Regions from separate parts of the Danio rerio genome. Here region 1 is linked to region 2. Evidence: chromatin contacts called from public Micro-C data. All regions are on one chromosome and are shown on one strand. The core of a region is the stretch at or near the end of the contact, and the rest is flanking DNA. Distances in the headings are between cores, read along the strand shown.

The links. Hi-C and Micro-C count contacts between places; a contact is called where the count stands out from the background.
Region 1: a Micro-C map of caudal fin shows a contact between it and region 2, with 5 times the contacts expected there. The contact joins the promoter of paip2b here to the promoter of htt in region 2. A contact is called at or near these places in 4 of 18 Hi-C or Micro-C datasets (caudal fin, embryo, hematopoietic stem cells and 1 more) and 2 of 4 datasets of contacts at active chromatin or transcription factors (caudal fin and gastrula embryo).

What each region holds. Positions count from the first base shown.
Region 1 is chr1:44,554,602-44,557,301 of GRCz12tu, reverse strand. paip2b (poly(A) binding protein interacting protein 2B) reads right to left here and starts at 1,291. Exons shown (of 4, transcript NM_200766.1): 1 at 1,193-1,291; 2 at 1-94. The coding sequence starts at 1,199. It overlaps trnae-cuc (transfer RNA glutamic acid (anticodon CUC)), which reads left to right and starts at 1,727; the gene lies at 1,727-1,798.
Region 2 is chr1:44,463,018-44,465,717 of GRCz12tu, reverse strand. It overlaps htt (huntingtin), which reads left to right and starts at 1,364. Exons shown (of 67, transcript NM_131018.1): 1 at 1,364-1,461. The coding sequence starts at 1,364.

The DNA of each region.
Region 1 (2,700 bases), core at 42-2,541, 92 kb before region 2:
TCTTTGTGTCCGTTCACAACATTCTCATCCTTCCCTTGTCCACTGCCGCCTCCTGGTGTCTTTGCTACCTCCGGACTGTTAATATCAGCAGGTTCTGGGAGTGTAAACGCAATGTTAATACTCAAAAAACAGAAATCAACAGCCTCAGTACAGACAGACAGACGACAAAAGTGATGCCTGTGAACACAAGAGACTCGTGAAAAGACATGTTTACATCAACACTCGCGGTACACGGGATAAATGAATGATTTAACTGCATGAAAGCATAATTAACACACATTTTATATAACTATACAGCAATATGATTGGTGTCTTTGTAAAGTACAAACACTAAACACGCTGGCAAATTAGTGGTTTGATGTGGCAAACTCAAGGCAGGATAACGTTTATTAAGCTTTTCTAATGCCCGCTACACGACGCAGTGCGTAACACACACGGTTTAAAGATCATTATATAACTATCTGTTAATAACTATCAGCGTGTTGCATAAATGAGACAAAGAGGAGGTCAGTCGACACCATCTTTCTCCACATGGATTTGATTCATTGTAACGTGAGGCCTGGCCAAGGCTCAAGGGATAACTATCTTTAGTATAAACTATTAAAGAAAGCCTCAAATTAAAACAGCCCCTTTTGCTTACGAGAACAACTTCGTTTGAGTAAAAAAAAGTTAAACACTTGCTCACGTTTGTCTAACGCCCCGTTAGTGTATATTGTAACTATGAAGCTATGCGCGTTAGCACGAGCCACCGCCGACACATAACAACAACAACAACGTTCTTTCCACGTGAAACCCCATTTTATGACCGTACTTAGTAGTGTTTAAAGGTTACCCACCTGCCATTTAAGCAAATGTGGTACTTGTTGTGTTGAATAGTTTAAAAGGCTTTCGTGTGGTAACGTTAAATTAAGTAGCGTGCTAAATGCGCGAGTTAGCCTGCATCGCAGACACATCACTAGGCCTCCATGCTCACAGCGCTACACACAAAACTCTACAAAGTGAGTTTTCATCGGCTTAATCTGCGTTTCACTTAACGTTACATCTGTTGTATTACTTATATTTGCCACTCTACGCATTAATCGAAGGCAACCATTTCACAAAACAAAGAGGGTGAGAGAAGCACACAACAGTTTCAAAGTCAAAACATTAAACATGGCTCTTTTCACAGATATGAGCAGCTAAGAGGACTTACCCGGCATTGTAACGCGTCTGTCGCTCTAATCTATCTCCAAATAAGTCGAGTAAAAGAGGTAATTTTCCTGTTTGCACCGACACCGTTACCTGGCTAGATTTCAAGCCTACGTCAGAGTGCTCATGTGGGCCTTTCAAACAAACACGTCGCGGGCGCGTCCTGTCGGTCATCATCGGTATTTCAACATCTGACTGATTTTTAATTTTTTTTTAGATTTCAACATGATTGCTGCAGGCCCTGCTACTCAATTCAAGCGTGTTTTTGCAAGAAACTGACAATGCAAATTACATTTGTATCGTTAAGCAATTTACATGTTGGTGGTTTCATTAAAAACAATCGCCAAAGATATTGACGATAGGATCTGAATCATGAGCATGCACACATTCATTCACTTTCTTTTGGCTTATTAGTCTCTATTTCAGAGGTCGCCACAGCGGAAAGAACCGCAATAACCTTAAATATTATGGCAGTCAATGATGATATATATGGGCAGTACTTGCTCATACTGGATCTAAACCTATTGATCGACATCTCTCCCTGGTGGTCTAGTGGTTAGGATTCGGCGCTCTCACCGCCGCGGCCCGGGTTCGATTCCCGGTCAGGGAACTTGTACTTTTAAACATATTGGTTTCAGAACTCTTATAAATGCAAACGGACTTAATCCAAACAAGATTAATGTAATAACCCAGTTGTTAATAGCGTTAAATTAAATTATTTTATCAAATCAAATACTTCAGATCTCTGAATTGTGTGAGGGACATCAATACCTAAATTCAAAAAGTATAAACACTCAAGTTGTAGTTAAACAACATACATACATTTATACAAAGTCCCTTTATTAAATAGGGATGAACCGCCAATTTATCCAGCATATGTTTTACGCAGCGGATGCCTTTTCAGCTGCAACCCAAACACTGGGAAACACCCATACACTCTTACATTTACATCACAAAACAGGGAACAATCAACATCGCAAGGCATGTTTACCATTAAAATAAATTAAAATTGTTACAACTGCAACAAGAAGCAAGGTTCCAAAAAAGTAGTATTTGCTTATGAAAATTAGACAACTTCAAAGGAAGCTTTGAACAATCATGATCACATCTTAATACAAATTCAAGGCCACCAGTTTTTTTTAACAAATTATTTGGGATATGATACCATATTGAATAAGGCTTAGCTAAACACTCTTTCAACCATATAACTCTAAAAGTGCCAAGAGGAGATTCAAAATCTAAGGTTTTTAAACCTCCATGTTCATACTCTTTGACCATATGATTTTTACGTAAATAATTTGTTTTATTTTTCCAAATAAATGTTACACTCTTATATTCACACACTACACTTACTCAAATTCAATTAGGTCTTGAAATTATTTAAATAATGTCTTTTGACTTCATGTCTTTTGACTTTTGCACCCGGGGGAACCCACGCGAACACGGCGATAACATGCTCCACACAGAAATACCAACATGGTCCACCCGGAACTTGAATTAGCAACCTTCTTG
Region 2 (2,700 bases), core at 115-2,614:
CGTTATTTTACAGTGTAGAAAGTTCAATAATCAGGTTATAAAAGATGCACTTTTTAAAGTATGTGACAGTACATTTCATGTTGATCAATACTCGAGATGCTCGCGGGCCAAAGTTGGCCCATGGTAATCTTTGATTTGACCTACCATCCCATCTGAGAATAGAGGAAACATGATGGGATGCTTTTGAGATTGTCCATTCAAATTTAATGCAACCCTTTGTTTGTTTGTTTGTCTTATTTTTAAAAGTTATTTTTGAACTCCACTGTGTTATAAATGCGATTGTTTGTTTGTTATTACAATAAGTTATCATTAAAAAAGTTATAACTGCATCAATACAATTAAGATAATAATTAATAATAATACTACTAATAAAATAATAAAAATTATAATATAATAATTAATAGAATTTAAAGAATTGTTTTATTTATTTTAAAATAAAGTGAAATAAGTTAGGAAATTACCCATGCCAACTTTAATGTAATATAGTTGGGTATTTACCTTTGGCCCACAGCTCTCAATGATATTTGGTTTTTGGCCCTTCATATGAACCAGTTTGGGCACCCCTGATCCACATGGTTGCACATATTTAAATCTGACATAACATTTATAATTACCAGCCATTAATTTAATATTATTAGAATATGTATTTTGTGTGATTTAAAAACAATATAATCTGTGTTAAAGCAACCTATAGTTTTATTTAATTTGTTTGTTTTGCTTGTTTAGATGTCTTCACAATTACAGTAAATGTATAAAGTGTATTAATTTTCCAGAAACTAGCTGTCCTTTTTACACGTACAATAGGGTATATTTGCCAATATATTTGTATACACAACAATAACACATGTTCGTTTCGTCAGAAATATTACATCAAATTTTAAATTATCAAAACAAACACAAAAAAAAGTTTAGTAATTGATCAAGAACATTATCAGTCGGTCTGGCGGAAGACTTGCATCACAATCAAGCTAAGCAAGCTGTAGATGCAGACATTCGCCATTGATTTTATTATGAATTAGAGGACTTCAATTTTGACAGGAGTTTTATTAACCCGGAAATACAGCAGAACAGTTGCTCTCCTAACCCAGCTTTAAGATGGCTTTCGGAACTGGACGTGCTATCAACTACCTTCAGAGCATATTGTTTGAACAATGGTCCTAATCGGATGGTGTGCGGAAATTAGACCGGACTTGAAGGGCTTTTGTCCTCCGTGAGGGGGTGTCCGTCTCGACGACACCGTCAGTTTCCCTTCGGCATTCTGCACAGCGCTCGTTACCAGTCTGTGACACTGGCTGTCGTTTTCAGTTTGTAAATATTACCCTATCTCCGATCAGATTATATCTTCATCACAGCTTCTGTTAAAATGGCCACCATGGAGAAGCTAATGAAAGCGTTTGAGTCGCTAAAATCATTCCAGCAGCAGCAAGGCCCGCTGTCGGCCGAGGAGCTCGTCCAGAAACAGTGAGTGCTGAACTGATGTTAATGCTGTTTAACGCTTTGTTGCAGTAATAGCCCTCTGCTTCATCATCATGATCATCATCTTCATAATTAGGGCGCTGACATCACTTGACACCGTGGCCATGCTAATGTTATTATCACAACATGCATAAGTGCAGTGTTGTCTTTTCATAAGGCTGACTATTGTTGTTGTTGTCTTGGGTTTTTAATCACATGATGCTCAACACCATAGATGTGTCACAGAGCCTTGTTAGATTCTGCGTCAGTGCTGAGATCAGACACTGCGCACTCCTCAAGAACTGGCTTCAGGACTTCTGATGTCCAAGAGTGTTGTGGTGTAAAACAATTACACTGAATGAATCTGTTTATTTGTGTTTGAATGCTGCCATCTTCTGAATTTTTATTCTGACTTCCCACAACTGCTTGTCTTCGTCTGTCACTAAACATCATTAGATAAACAATACTGTCATATATGACGTACAGCTCAAACACACACTCAAAAATAGTCTTTAGTATCCAAATATTGAAAATGTAAGATGTGTCATTGTGCCTTCCCTTTACTCATAAACATCTCATAAATATCTGCTTTGGCATGTTTACTTTGATGCCATATTAAAGTATAATATTTAAGGTTCGCAGAGCATTCCCAAAAATATAATGTATATTTATATTTTGGTCATGCACTGTGTTAAGGACAGATATTTGAACCACTATTATACATGTACGTCTATATGTACATTACCGGTTTTTTACATATAGACTTTGGGGTTCTTTTTATGTTTTTATTTTTTTTAATAAAATTATTCTGTTCATCATCAAATGTAAAAAAAAAATGTAAACACTTATTTAAATATTTATTTATTACTTGAAGTTTATTAAATGAAGTTATCACTCCAGTAATTATTGCTTTTTACAATAATAATTAATATTAGAGTGATTTCTGATTGATTATGGGACTATTGGAGTAATGAAGCTGAAAATTCATCTTTAATATCACAGAAATAAACTATTAAATTAAATGATACACTACTTTTGAACAGTTATTTCATAGTGCAGTAACATTTCACAATTTTCACTGTATTTTTGATGAATTATTAACCCCCCTGAATTATTAGCCCCCGTTTATTTTTTCCCCAATTTCTGTTTAACAGAGAGAAGATTTTTTGAACACATCTCTAAACATAATCGTTTTAATAACTCGTTTCTAATAACTGATTTATTTTATCTTTGTCATGATGACAG